2 separate regions of the Macaca fascicularis genome follow, and region 2 is linked to region 1. A link is a contact called in public Hi-C data. All regions are on one chromosome and are shown on one strand. The core of a region is the stretch at or near the end of the contact, and the rest is flanking DNA. Distances in the headings are between cores, read along the strand shown. Region 1 overlaps CABLES1 (Cdk5 and Abl enzyme substrate 1). Region 2 holds the start of CABLES1 (Cdk5 and Abl enzyme substrate 1).

Region 1 (7,647 bases), core at 2,262-4,761:
GCCCTGCTGCCCCGTGGTCACAGTGTAAGACTGAGGGACTCATGGGAAGCTATGACACTTTCTAGTGGCCTGAATACTGCTTGCTGACACCACCAGTTCATAGATGCTCAATCCACTAGTCATTCCACCCCGGAACATGCCTGTGTGTGAGGTACTCTAACTGCACATTCAGTTGTAAAACTGGCAGAGAAATACACGTGCTGTGGGAACTCCTGCCGTGCTGCTCCTCCGTCACCGGCTGCACACTAGGGGAGCCGGGCAGGCTGGCATCCCATGCCTGGGAATCTGCCCCAGACCTTGAGTCCTCCACCTCGAGAGAGGCTTGTGGGCTGTCCCCGTCCTCTGCTTCCTGACCCCTGTGCCTTCAGCACAACTCAGTGACCAGCAGCCTGGCAGCCTGGCAGCCTTACCTTCCCGTCAGCACCCAGCTCCACACCTTCCAGACCAATGATCTCTTTCAAACTCACTGCGCCAGCTGATTGTCTTCCTCCATCCAACTTCAAGTCCCTGGGAGGACAAGCCAGAGGGAAAAAAATGCTTTTGTGTGCACCCCAAAGAGCCATGAGGATGCTTACTGCATGAGACAACACGGTCACACTGATGAGAATGACCAGGTGAGCCCTGGTGATGGGACAGCCCTTTTTCCCTCCTCGGGGGCTTGCCAGTGATGCCTTGTTGCAACCGCTTTGACGTAAATGAAATCCAACTGAACGGAAAGCCTGAAGATGAAGCTGATGGTTTACAGACATCTCTCCCTCTTCCACGAGGCCCCTTATGTTCCTAGAGACGGCCAGTGAACATGAGGCCAGAGAGCATTCCCTGAGCACCGTGGGACCACAGTTTGCTGGAATCTAGCTGCTGGCTTCTTTCTTTCTGTTTTTTGTTTGTTTGTTTTGTTTTGAGACGGAATTTCACTCTTATTGCCCAGGCTGGAGTGCAATGGCACGATCTCGGCTCACTGCAACTTCTGCCTCCCGGGTTCAAGCGATTCTTCTGCCTCAGCCTTTTGAGTAGCTGGGATTACAGGCGCCCGCCACCATGCCCGGCTACTTTTTTGTATTTTTAGTAAAGACAGGGGTTTCAGTATGTTGGCCAGGATGGTCTCAAACTCCTGACCTCAGGTGATCCACCCACCTCGGCCTCCCAAAGTGCTGGGATTACAGGCGTGAGCCACAGCACCCGGCCTGGGTTCTTTCTAATGTTGTGTGAGACCACCTCTCCTTGCTGCTCCCCTTTCTTAGGAGAAATGAATTCTTATCATAAACACCTACTGGGTGTATTGCTGGTGATGAAAGAATTAATGCCACAGTAGTCACCTCTACTACCTTGCCAGACCACCTAGAAAATGAGTATCTTTTAATAAAAGAATAATCTCTAGTAATAACAAGTATTCATTCATTCATTCATTCATTCATTCATTCATTCAGGGACGAAGTCTTGCTCTGTTGCTCAGGATGGAGTACAGTGGTGTGATCATGGCTCACTGTAGCCTCAAACTCTTGGACATGCGCCATCCTCCGGTCTTGGCCTCTAAAGTGCTGCGATTAGAGGTGTGAGCTATCGTGCCTGGCCAAACAAGCATTTATTTAGTACCTTCCTATTTCCTAAGACTCACACATCATTTCTTTGGTTCTTTAAGAAGACGCTATGAGAAAGGTACTACTATTTTGATCCAATTTACAGAGGAGGAAACTGAGGCCCTTGTGAGATTGCCAAGGTCACTGGGATGGTGGGCTGGAGAGTTCATCCAGTGTCATTTCTAGTACATCACACTGCCGTGGAGATGCAAGACGGACTCGCTGTGACTATGCTCAGGTGTAACTGCTCACTTCCCAAAGGACCACACCCTTCCCCTACAGTAATTTTTAAAATTTGCCACATATTAGAAAAGCCTGGGGATCTCTGACAAACTGTTATCTGGCTCCCACCCCCAGACAGTTGGCATGGGGTGTGACCTGGACATCGGGAGTCCTAAACACTCCCCAGGCGATTCTAAACTGCAGCCATGTTTGAGAATGACCAGGTCTTCATGTTCTCTCTGACACCCAGTGCCTGTTAGTGAAAGCCACCTCAGACCCACAGCATACTTGCTGTGTGGCCTGGATGGAGGGACCACATTTAGGGGCCGATCTCCTACAACCTATGCAAGAATGAATATAAGGCAGGGGCAAATTGCTCCCAGCCAAAGACAAAGTCATCAGGTAAGAAGAGAGGAGGGAGCCAAGCGAGTGCCGAGAAGAGAAGGGAAAAAAAGCTATCCTCAAATGTAGAAAAAAAGCAGGGATGCTCTGACTGTTAAGCCATCATCCTAGTCTCTGGGCATTACATAATGAGCCAGCTCCCTTATCCTACCTGTAATGTGGAGTCTGATTAACAGAAATGCCCATGACCTTCTGTGCCCAGTAAGTGCTGCATTTCCACAGCAGGCTTCCTGGGAGGCCATGGTAGTGCCACCCTCAGAACATCTCTGGAGTCCCATTCAGAAGTGACACTAAAGTCATGCAGACGAAAGCCAACAACCTACTCTGTTCACACCCACAAGACCGTCTGCCCTACTGCTGCACCTGCTACGCAGGCAACCCAGGGCGATTCTTAAAAGGCTTCTTAAAGCAATTACGGATGGAGATGATGAATGCATCGGGGCACTGGCATAGGGAAGCGCCTACAAAGCAAAAACGTGAACAAGGCAATAAGGCAAAAATACCTGTGGTGGGCAGGGAGGGAGGGGACTGACCACATGCAGAGCAGGACAAAAATAGCAGTGTCTTCCTTTTCATTCAAGGACCAGCAGCTCAGTTCCACGGCCTTCCTACTTTTCCAAAGCCAAACCCAGCGAGCATGGTCTCCAAATTGCCAACTCCCAGATCATTTTCTCCTTCCTCGTTTCCATTTTGCCAGATGGAGAATGTTACTTAGGACTGAAATTAATAGAGAAGTAGGGAGTATCTTTTTGGAGTGAGTAGGCCAAGGGAAATAAGGAGAATTCCAATAAGCCTATACTGAGAGGGTTCTCAGATGGAGAGCTGGCTGCAGGCAGGGGCAGAGTCTCAGTCTATTTTCATATCCTGTCTATACAATGTCTGATATGTAACGACCTATTTACTGAGCTGAACTGGTGTGGCTCTTTGCCGTCTCGCCGGTGCTGGTACATACAGATGGCAGGAAACTGTATGATTTTCCACTGTGCCCCTTTTCATCTGTCTTCAATTTGCTCACAGGCTCACTCCTTCCCCGGGGCAGCCTTGTCCTGGCCAACTGTCTGCCTGCCACCAAATGTGCACATCACACATCAGTTAGCAGAACCAAACCAGTCGTGCCTCTTCCACACTCCCCTTCTTGGCACTTCCGCCAAAGGAAATGAAGCCCTACCAAAAAAAGAGAGTCATGTGCTCAAGTCCAAGATTCCATTCCATGAGATAAAACCCAAACCCATTTAAAGAAACAGGGATTCTTAGACCCAGTGGATTGTCCGAGCGTCTCAGCGACACTTGGGACCACACGTGAGATGGGCAAGGCTCCACCAACCCTACCCACAGAACTGGTCCCTTGAGAAACAACGTGACTCACTGTAGTCACCACTTCCCCCTGGCTTTCCACTTACGTCATTCTGCTTTCTAAATTGCTAAGGCCAAGCCGAGCAAGAAAATAAGCAAGAATAGTGGGGCCACCCTTAACTGCTACTGGAGACACGTGAGGCTCGTTACAGACCAGTGCCATGCAACAGAACCGCCTGTGATGACGGAGATGGTCCTTATCTACCTTGTCCCACACGATGGTTACATGTGGCAACTGCTTGAAATGTGACCAGTTGACTGAGAAACTGAATTTTTAATTTTCTTTAATTTTAATTAATTTAAATGTAAATGGCCACATGTGGCTAGTGACTACGAAGACCCAGTGCTTCTTTGGCAGGACTTTTGCTACTCTTACAAGTTCCTATGGCAAGATAATATAGTCATAGATATTTAGTGACTTGGATTTGGTCTCCCAGTTTTCTTTCCAAGAGTGGCCTATTTTCTGCCTATTGCCTCCGGGGATGTTTACATTACAGGCCCCTGCAGATGGAGCAGCAGTGCAGGATTCACCTAAGTTGGGAGGGAAATGACCATGGGGTCCACAATCAAAGGGGGCCCATGCCCTACACCATCAGCACCCCAAGAACAGGCTCCCCGCCATGATAAACATTCGTCACTCACAGCTGGCACACAGCAGCAGATCTTTTTGCCTGGAGGGGTCACGGGGCAGGTGTGACAGAGTTTTGGCAGTGCTAGGGCAACCAAAGGAACAATAACCAGCGTGTGTTCCCCCAATCCTAGGCATTACAGTAGGTTCCAGGCCCCTCTTTGCACAATACTGGAGATGGGGAGGGAGGGGTGCCCAGTGAAAAGTGAGTCTCAATTTCCCCTCAGCCTTGTAGAAGGGGGGTTTATAGTTCATATTAAGTAGATTTAAAAAGAAGAAATGAGGTATTTCTTATACACCAAAGCTACTCACACTTCAAAACTTCACTGATACAGTAATAAATATCATCACAGCTCCAGAACATTGACAGCTTTGTGATGGCAGAGGGCAACTTTTCCACGCTTTTCCTCCCTCAGATTCAGGGAGAGGTTATTGCTAACTTCAGGGCTACCATTTCGGTGGGCTTGAATTAAGAGTGCACGTGTACAGACGTGGACATAGTCAGCGTCCACAGCAAACAAAACAGATCTCATCTAAGCCACTTCTAACAATGTGGTTTCTTCTCATAGCTTTTGAATTTGTATATGTTACGACTCTTGGGATCTAAAAAATAGATCTTTCACAAAGAGGCTGACAAACTTTTCTGGGTTCACTCTTACTAGTTTAGGGCTCTGATCAATGTTGCTGGAATATTTCTGATATTAACATGAAATTGCTCTTCCTTGATCATATCTGACCCCCATAAACAGCGGTTTCACATTGTGCCACAGAGCGTAAGAGCTCAGGCAACTGCTCAGTCTTTATGTGTGAGTGAAAAGCAGGCGAGTCCTGGCTGACACGGTGACACCCCGTCTCTACTAAAAATACAAAAAACTAGCCGGGCGAGGTGGCGGGCGCCTGTAGTCCCAGCTACTCGGGAGGCTGAGGCAGGAGAATGGCGTAAACCCGGGAGGCGGAGCTTGCAGTGAGCTGAGATCCGGCCACTGCACTCCAGCCTGGGCGACAGAGCGAGACTCCGTCTCAAAAAAAAAAAAAAAAAAAAAGAAAAAGCAAGCGAGACCCATGGTCTTTGCTGTCCCTCTCTTTCGGAAGCCTAGACAGTTGGAGGTGCATGCAGAAAGGAACTCTGAATGGTGTAGATGCGCCCAAAAAGAATATTTTTAAAACTCCAGTGAAAAAGAGTGAAGCAGAAGTCCCAGTGGAGTGTGACGAAATCTTGGTATTTTCTAAGATCATTGTTCTGAATTCTCATTAAAATGGTATATAAAAATAGAAATATCTATTTGGCTAAAATGCCAGCATTAACCCTCCAGCACCAGGAAACAGAGCTAGGGCATGTGGAACTGCAGCTGAAAGTAATTAAAAGCAAACTGAAGTTGAAGTTTTCACTTTCTTTGAAAAAGCCAGAAGATTTTTTCCCAGACACATCTAGCGTTCAAATACTATTTTTTAATAATTTTTATTTTTGAGATGGAGTTTTACTCTTGTTGCCCAGGCTGGAGTGCAGTGTCATGATCTCGGCTCACTGCAACCTCCGCCTCCCGGGTTCAAGTGATTCTCCTGCCTCAGTCTCCCAAGTAGCTGGGATTGCAGGCGCCCGCCATCACGCCCGGCTAATTTTTTGTGTTTTTAGTAGAGACAGGGTTTCACCACATTGTCCAGGCTGGTCTCGAACCCCTGAACTCAGTTGATCCGCCCTCCTCAGCCTCCTAAAGTGCTGGGGTTGCAGGCGTGAGCCACCGCACCTGGCCCTACTTATTTACTTATATTCCACTTCCTTTTAAAAATGGCATAGAGGTAAGTTCAAATACTACACATGAATATTGTCTGAAATTGTGTGTATTAGGTTTAAATGCTACAGCTTTTACTCAGAGGTGAACACCGTTAGGTTATAGGAAATGATCTCATTTCTACAGACACCCTAACTGAACTACTGGCAAGGAACTGTGGACGATGCAAGGTTGTTGATTCCTTCTCTCCACAGTCCCGGGTAGCGCTGCAACTTAGGCACGTGTCTCTAGAGGAGCTGCTTCACATTCTCTGCAAGTTTGTGAACTTCTGCAGAGGCTGTAGGCAACAAACACACTGAACATCCAGCAGAAAGATATATACGTATTTTTTTTTTTAACAAAGGCTGACATTTAAAACTGGCCCATGGGGGTAGGTGAGTGGGAGTGACTGGAGGGGGTACAAGGGAGGGACTCAGAAGATGGGGGGCGGGGATGAAAACAGGAGATGAAAGCGCATTTGGGGACACAGCCAAGCAGCAGTTATACCCTTAAGCAATGAGCAGAAAAACAGGTTGGTTCATTTGGGGAGTGTAAACTCATCCTTCATAGGATGGCACCAAAATTAATTTAACGCAGCTCTCCTTGAATGCCTGTAATTTCACTGTTAGAAACCCCTGGACCTCTGTTTAGTTCTGGCTTCTTCAGCACGAAGCACACATGCACAGCTGTGGAGTCCTCTGATCAAAGCAGGTGGCTAATCTAGATATCCTGGGGCAAAAGGGGAACACCTAGGTCATTATTAATCATAAAACGGCCAACTCTGGACTTCATCTTTTGTAAAAGGCAAAATGATTTTTACTTTCCTCTTCTGTGGCTCCCTGGCAGAGGCCCAGCCAGTTGCTCACTGAGCCATAATGCATGGAATAGATTCTGATGGGAAAACAAGATTCCCTATTAGATAACAAGAAGTTCAAGCTATGGCCCTTTCCTCAGGGAGCATGATCAATGAACTAATATTACTCTTTAAAAAAAGACGTAAGACTTAAATACCTAACACCCGGGAACTAGACGGAAAAAGTGTGATCCAATTAACTAGGTTCCAAGGCTTTCTGCTTCCAAGATGGAGTAGTTCTGACGTCTCTCCACCATCCTTTCTCTAATGGTGCTCTGAGCCCAAGACCTTGGAACACCTGCCAGGAGCTCCACTAGGCACTAGCTCTTCAAAGGACAACAATAGGTTGAACACTTTGATGTGTCAATAATTTAAAAGTCAATTAAATATTAACAGGATTTCCAGACCCTTCAAAACGAATAAAGAGTTAGAGATTTCCTGCACCTAAAGCAAAGCCTGAAAGCTGGATTAGGAAAGGAAATACCACTTGTGAGCTAAATTTTAATTAAGAGATTACACATGCCCCGGAAGTCGACAACACAAGTCTTCCTCTTAGCTTAAGAGTCCCGTTTGTTACCCGTTCCGATACAGTGCAGCTGCCATCTTGAACCAGGCCTGCTTGCTGGCATCCAGCAGAAGGTGCCTCCACAGTTCAGAGACAATGGAACAGGGTCCACAGTTGATGGACAAAAAGTCAAGTCAAAAGCAGCTTTTAGTCCAGAAGTCCCTTCCCACTCCCACTCAGGACTCCATCGACAAGCCATCCCCTGCAAGGGCAACTGGCAGAAAAGGAAGGGGTCTTAACGTAGCTTATAGCCAAATCTTTTGTCCAAAGGCAGCTCC
Region 2 (7,647 bases), core at 2,605-5,104, 100 kb after region 1:
CCCAGGCTGGGATGCAATGGTGCAATCTTGGCTCACTGCAACCTCCGTTTCCTGGGTTCAAGCGATTCTCCTGCCTCAGCCTCCCAAGTAGCTGGGATTACAGGAGTGCAACACCACACCCAGCTAATTTTTGTATTTTTAGTAGAGATGAGGTTTCACCATGTTGGCCAGGCTGGTCTTGAACTCCTGACCTTAGGTGATCTGCCCGCCTCGGCCTCCCAAAAGTGCTGGGATTATAGGCATGAGCCATTGCACCCGGCCCGACATTCTAATTTTTATATACCCGAAACAAACCCAATATATAAAACCTCAAATTCATTTTTTTTAAAAGGGCAGATTTCAGATACACTGTGGCAACGCTTGTGGAACTTTAATGTGTATACAAATCACCTGAGGATCTTGTTAAAATGCAGATCTGGACTCACTTAGTCTGGAATAGGGGAAGAGTCTGCATTTCTAACTGCTCCCCGTCAAGTTGAAGGTGCAAAGCCCACATTTTGGAGGAACAACGTGCTATGGTATTCCTCTAATGGCAAGAAATGAATCCAAGGAAAATACAATTTGATTTGAAAACATCCCAGGAGAACATCCGTGAGGTCACATGTACATGGAAACACACAGGCTAGCAAGGAGGCACACCAGGAACGGTTTCCACAAATGCAAACCAGAAAAGCTGGCCCTGGGCCTTATTCAAGTGAGTCTGTGCTCTCAGCACACTTGGACTAGGCAGGTGGAAGTACTCTAGAGATAGGCAAGCCACGGGGTGTTGGAATCAAAGTGTCCTAGGATATTTCAAGTCTGTAGCCTTTCCACAGCTAACCCAGCCTTTCCACCTTTCTTAAATCAGTTTAACCTATTTTCCCCTTTGTACTGGAATTTTATGCTGTTTCTATTCACAGCTGTAATTTTATAAAAGCCTATCAGCTTGCCAGATATGGATTATTCAGAAATAGGACTAAAGTGACTGTCAGGTAAAGAAGCATCTTCCAGTGATTAACTCATCCTAATGTGTGTGTCAAGGTGGAAAGGATCAATAAAACGCCTAAAAGATTCATATTTATAGGACTGGAGGTGTAGTTCTGGATATTCTTTGGTTCAGAAATGTGAACACACAAGATCCTCCATATCCCGTGAAATGAGTTTCTTGGAGAAAGCGTGCGAGGTAATCTGATCTCCAGCTGCCTTTAGCATGGACGACACATCTGTCCATCAGGAGACACAAGCCAGCTTTGCACACTGGCTTAAAATAACATGTATGTTTATTACAATTCCTGTCATAACCCTCTTGACTGCTGGGCTTAGGCTGCAATTCTGGAGTCATCATGAGCCAGTGTGTGATGTCAAGCGGTAATACTGAGCTAAGAAACCGCTGAGTTTGCAGGACTCACCCAGAAACAAGGGATTCCACCTCCCTGCACTCACCTGCTGCTGAGCAGATGCATGCTCTGACAAGAAACACCGGAGTAGGGCTGTCACCTGTGCCCAGTGTCGCTAATTCATCCATGCACTCAGGAGGCTGCTTCCCCGGCTCCACACCCCTGCTTGAGGGCTATGTGCACTGAAACGGCGAGGCTACGTAACTAGCACCCTCATGATTTCACCCACTTAGGAAGAAGTACATACACTAGGAGCAAACTTGTGGATGAGGCGGTCCTGTTCTTCCCCATTTGTCCATTGCGGGAGGAAGTTAAGTTTTCCCACAGGCACCTTCTTACTTGGGCCAGATCAAGCTTTCAGATAAGCATGATAGGAGAGAGAAATTCTAGCAGAGAAAGGCATTCCTTCTCAGAAGGGATAACTGAGGCCCCAGGAAGTTAAGACAACTTCGTCAAGGTAGAGTCTATGCTATTGCTAACTTCACAAGAGGCCTTATTAACCAACAAGGGAGGGCACTCCCTGGGGACGGATCTGCATCTCCCCACCTGCTCCCGCCTACTTCTTTTGCAAGCTTCAGTTCACACAGTCCCAACCTCCGACTGCCCCTTAGAATATATGGTGACAAACTCTGTTTCCTGAACAATAAGCAAACGTCCAGCATTTCATGCTTTTGCTAAGATGCATAATGCCGCCAGATAACTTCAGCTAACAAACAAGTAAAACAAGCGTTTAAAGAACTCAAGCGAATTCATCTTGGAACAGGAAAAAAATCCGTCAAGCCCTATTTCCTCTTTGTTACCCACCCCCTAGGCCTAGTTGAAGGGAATGTAAGAAGGACTTTCCATTTCTCAGGAAAGCAAATGGAAAAAGCCAAGTTTCCCCGGGCCGCAGGAAGACTTGGAGCGCAGGCATAACTTCTCTGGAGGGTCACGCGTGTCTCCTACAAGTTCAGGCTCACAAGCGCCGCTCAGCTGCCGGCCTGCACTGCTCCACTCTGCGCCCGGCCGAGTCTCGCCCCGCGCGGGAGGAGTGCGCCTCCGGGTCTGGACCGGGTTTCAGGAAGTTTGTGATACCGTGCGGGGAGGCTAAGACGCCGCTTTTTACTGGGCTCCTGCAACTCCCGACCCACTGCACAAGCACGGGGCTCCTCTCAGAGTGCTGGGCTCGTGCACACACGTGTGACCAAGCACTCCCTGCGGACGCCCCCTCTTTCGGGTGCCCTCGTGGTTTGGGATTCGGGCCCGGAGCACAGGGCGCGGGAAAATGGGAGCAACCGGTAGCCCGTAACCCAGAGACCGCGGGCAGGCTGGACGCGCCGGGCGCGGGGAGGGACGCAGGGTTGGGTGCGCGTCGCATCCCCGATACTCACCGGGACCTCTGCAGCTGCTCGAAGGCGCTGGTGCTGCCGCCCTGGCCTGGCTGCTCCAGGGAGCAGTAGTTCTGCGAAGTCGGTCTGGAGAAGACGATGGGCAGGATTCCCTGAGTGAACGAGTTGAGGCGTCCCCGACTGCCGCTCCCACTGCCGGGGGTCCCGGAGCCCAAAAAGGCGGCCGCCGGCACCTGCACGCCGGTAAAGGCATCGTCCTCCTCCAACTCCTCCTGCCCGGCGCCCCCGGACCCGTCGAGCAGCTGCAGTTGGGCACAGGCGGCGAGAGGCGCCGGCCCGGGCGGCTGCCACAGCTCCCCCGACGCCCGGCCGGCGCCCAGGGGACTCGCGAATCCCCGAGCCACCCCGGGGCCGGACACGGTCGCATGGCCGCCAGCGATTAAGGGCGGCAGCGACGAGGGCTGTGGGAGGCAAGGGCCGGACCCAGCGGCCAACCCCGCAGCCGGCGTGCCCGGCGCTGCGAGCGCGATGCAGCCGCCCCGCTCGGCGGCGGCGAGCAGGCTGAACCGAGTCCTCCCGCCGCAGGCGCCGCCGGCGCCCGGCTTGGCCGCGCCGCCCTCCTCGCCGCCGCCCCACTCCGCGTCCTGCGGCGGCGGCCGGCCGTCCAGCGAGATGTTGGTGAGGAAGGAGAGGGCAGCCTGGCGGCGCCGCGGGTCCACGCGCGGCTTCCGGGGGGGTTCGGGCGGCGGCTGGGCCGGCGCGGCGGCCGCGGGCTGGGGCTGCGGCGGCGGCTGCTGCAATCCGCTGGCGCCCGCGGCGTCGGTGCCGGCGCTGCCGCTGCTGCAGGCGGCCGTGGTGGCGGCCGCCGCCGCCATTGTGTCCGTCTGCGGCGGGATTTCCGCGATGCCCGGAGAAGCGAGCGGCGCCCGAGCGCTAAGCGGCGGGCGCGAGCGGCGGCGACCCGGGCTGGGCAGGGCGCGGGGATCGGGCGGCGTGCGCGGCGGTCCAGCCCCCTCGCGGGCGGGCCATGCTCGCCCCTCGGTGCTCTGGCTGGGGGCGCCGCCGCCCCGGCCCACGCGCGCGCCTCGCTGACTCGCTCGGCTCGTTCGGCTCGCTGGCTGGCTGCCCGCCGGTCGCCTCGCCGCTGGCTCGCGGGCTCCGGGGCCGGGTGTCCGTATTTATAGGTGCGCGCGCCCCGCGCTCGCGCTCCAAAGCGCTCTTTGCAATAACACGGAATCACGTGTGGGGAATGCGACCTGGGAGGAAAACAAAGCCGCAGGCGGCGGCCGCAGAGGCAGGCGGCGGGAGGCGAGGGGCCGCAGGAGGAGGAAGAGGAGGACGGGAGAGCCGAGCGGGTGGTGGGGCGGGGGATCGGCCCGGCTGTCCGGGTTGTCCGAGCTGCTTGCTGGGGGGGTTGGCGACTCCCGGGGCGCGCGGAAGCCAGGTGCGGGAGGCGAGCACGTTTCCCCCGCGCGCTCGCACTGGGAATTGGGGGAGCGAGCAGAACCCAGTGGGTTAGGTCCTGGGGCTGTGCTCCTGGGAGAGTTGTGGGTCTACAGGACAGTTATGTGGAGCGTTGCAGAGTTTTAGACTGAGAGCGAGTTACTTAGACCCCGCAAGGCCGTTGGTCCCTGAGGAGTAAATAGGTCCTTATTCATAATAACACGGGTAAGTCTACAGCCCCTATGGAGACTGTCCCACCGTAAAGTTATCGCTAACAACCATTGCGGTTGGGTCTCATTCGTTCCCAGGCCAAGATGCAGCCCCCGGGATAAATGCACGCCTTGGGATGCGTAAGAGCCCAGAAGCACGAACATCTTCCATGTGACCAACGAATTCACGCATTCCCAATCCATGGTATTGTCACTTTTCATCTCTCTCTTAGCAAAGGCCAACGCAAATTTTTTACTTTGGCTCTGAAATATGCTCCATTTTCTGTGAATACCGAGGTGGGCTAAAATGACCTTACACTCTTTTCTCCTGGTCACCTTGCAAATTTTTGTAGATTATGATCTTTCTCCCGCATAAACTGGGACCAATGTGGACAGTTATCTGTCGTTTAATCATAAACACACGTTTGGCACCTACCATGTCTTCTATAAATACGGGTTCCTGAAGACCTCCCAGAGCAGTAGCTCTGAATCTGGGAGGAGTCGCAGTCCCCACCCGCAATGAATGCTTGTTTTGGTTGGGGGTGGGGACAGGGTGAAGGGATTCACCTGGAGGGATCTGAAAACGTGTGCGGGTTTCCCCAGGCGGTGTGGGCAACTTACCAAATGCAGTAAGGAACAATTGCCACACTGAATTAAACACCTGCTACACTTTTGAGGGAGAAGCAACGTGTTTAAGATCAACGGATTAATTTAATTAAAGGTTTAAATTTAGCCCTGGAGCTAATGGGTAACTCTACATTGAAATTCCACTCCATTTCAAGCTCAGGAAAGTAAATTGAGTAATGGAGAGCAAATACACCCTGTCCAGAGAGGTGCCGCCAACCTGGAGTGCCAGAGAGTTTCAGGTTACATTTGCTCAGGACAGAGATGGCACGTGGCCCTTTACATGAACAATTGTTGTTATATTTTATTTTGTACTGTTTTTAGGCCTTTTGAAAACCTGGAGCCTGGAGTCTATTTACAGCAGCCTCATATCAGTGAAGTCAAAGCTCAATGGCCAGCTCTGTGAAATTTCACCAGGATTTTAATTATTTTGGCTAACTACCTTGAAACTTCCAAGCCCTTTTATGACAATCGAGTTAATTTACATGACCACTGGCCTGGTTGGAAGGCAGTGTTAAGTGAAAGACTCCAACAGTGTTCCTGTAAAATATATTTTCCTTCATTCAAAAGTGATAAACGTTAATTTCAGAGAACATAAGCAAAGAGGAGAGAAAAAAAAAAAGGAGGGGTATCACTAACAATCTCTTCTGTGGAAATAACGTTAAACTTAATTTTTGATATCTGTTTTGTATTTTCATGTATTTTATAGAGACATATGTATATATATTCTTTTAGCTTGTCACCCAGGCTGGAGTGCAGTGGTGTGATCATAGCTCACTGCAGACTCAACTCCTGGGCTCAAGCGATTCCCTCTGCCTCAGCCTCCCGAATAGCTAGGACTACAGGCACCCACCACCACACCTGGCTAATTTTAAAAAAAAATTTTGGCCCGGCACAGTGGCTCAAGCCTGTAATCCCAGCACTTTGGAAGGCCTAGGCGGGCAGATCATGAGGTCAGGAGTTTGAAACCAGCCTGGCCAACATGGTGAAACCCTGTCTCTACTAAAAATACAAAACTTAGCTGGGCATAGTGGTACATGCCTGTAATCCCAGGTACTGGGGAGGCTGAGGCAGGAGGGCAGGAGAATGGCTTAAACCCAGGAGGCGGAGGTTGCAGTGAGCCAAGATCGTGCCACTGTACTCCAGCCTGGGTGACAGAGCAAAAAAAAAAAAGAGAAAAATTTTTTTGTAGAGTTGAAGTCTCACTATGTTGCCCAGGCTGGTCTGGAACTTCCAGCCTCAATCAGTCCTCCCATGGTGGCCTCCCAAAGCACTGGGATTACAGGTGTGAGCTGCCATGCCTGGCCTTGGGTGTGTTTTTTAAACAAAAGTGAAATCGGGCTGTTTTGTCTCTTGTGATTTTTGCCTGCTGTGTTGGGATTTTCTTTCCATGTAGAATATTTTTCTACATGGAAGAATTTTTATTTTAATGACTACATAGTGTTCAATTTGATGGAGAGACTGTACCCTTTTAAACCTGTGCATTTAATAAATTTGTGGTTTCCACGTTTGCTCTTATAAAGTGATGATGACTTCCTTTTTGTTTTTCTAAATCTTGCTACCACCCAATATTATTTTCTTAGGTTAAATAGATGCTGGGGCAAATGGCATTTCATGTTTTTAAGGTTTTCATCCATAAAGGTTGTTCAGTCTGCTTTCTTACAATTTTACTGGGTATTGAAATGTTTCTATCATCCCCCAAAATATGTACAACCATGATACATCGATTAAAAAAATACTAAAAAGTTTCTATCAATATTCATTTTTTATAACCTTCATTTTCTGTAACCTTTTGTCTACGTGAAGTGTGAAGTATGAAACTAATTTCAAATATTTATTAAAGCATCAAATAAGAATCAATGTCTAATCTCTGGCCAGGCGTGGTGGCTCCGCCTGTAATCCCAGCACTTTGGGAGACTGAGGTGGGTGGATCACAAGGTCAGGAGATCGAGACTATCCTGGCTAACACGGCAAAACCCCGTCTCTACTAAAAATACAAAAAATTAGCCAGGCGTGCTGGCGTATGCCTATAGTCCCAGCAGCTGGGGAGGCTGAGGCAGGAGAATGGCGTGAACCTGGGAGGCGGAGCGTGCAGTGAGCTGAGATCGCACCACTGCACTCCAGCCTAGGGGACAGAGTGAGACTCCGTCTCAAAAAAAAAAAAGAAAGAAAATGTCTAATCTCCAAACTGCTTCCGTGACCCCCTTCTGGGGATCTTGAGATATGGTTTATTGTTCACCTACTGTATGCCAGCCACAGAGTATTTCTAATCTTTATAACCACCGTGTGGTGGTGGTGAAAGCATTATCAGTATTTTACAGACGAGGCTCAGAAAAATTAAATAATTTGCCCCAAGTCATCTAGCTCTTAGCTGGGGTGGGCCAGTATACAAACCCATCAGACTCCAAGACCCATCCATGCATGTTCTTGCGCCCTCTGCTGGTAAGGATGTTTAATGGTAGAGAACAGTGTCCAGACTTAATCTTACATCCATACTTGAGGTCAACTATTATGGAATAATGCAAACTTTGGAGTAAGAGGATCTGGGTTTCAAGAGCAGGCCACTTACCCTCTCTGAGTCAGTTTTCTCTGTGGGTTATTGTGAGGTACAAATGAGACTGCTGAGGAATATTTTACAAACTTTAAAGTACTTTTTAAAATGTCAGT

What was found. A called contact is a pair of places that touch in the nucleus more often than the background predicts.
Region 2: a Hi-C map of skeletal muscle shows a contact between it and region 1, with 3 times the contacts expected there. The contact joins the promoter of CABLES1 here to the enhancer-like site in region 1. A contact is called at or near these places in 2 of 2 Hi-C or Micro-C datasets (liver and skeletal muscle).

What each region holds. Positions count from the first base shown.
Region 1 is chr18:66,513,285-66,520,931 of T2T-MFA8v1.1, forward strand. CABLES1 (Cdk5 and Abl enzyme substrate 1) reads right to left here. Exons shown (of 9, transcript XM_045377927.3): 4 at 411-507. Among named protein-coding and RNA genes, the nearest start is that of CABLES1, 100 kb to the right of the region's middle. Within about 2 kb of position 3,512, at least 1 of the 6 cell types and tissues checked has an H3K27ac peak or open chromatin away from gene starts, as enhancers often do.
Region 2 is chr18:66,613,470-66,621,116 of T2T-MFA8v1.1, forward strand. CABLES1 (Cdk5 and Abl enzyme substrate 1) reads right to left here and starts at 3,855. Exons shown (of 9, transcript XM_045377927.3): 1 at 2,747-3,855. The coding sequence starts at 3,579. It overlaps LOC102128519 (a long non-coding RNA gene), which reads left to right and starts at 3,232. Exons shown (of 3, transcript XR_006693926.3): 1 at 3,232-3,382; 2 at 4,456-4,561; 3 at 5,305-5,714.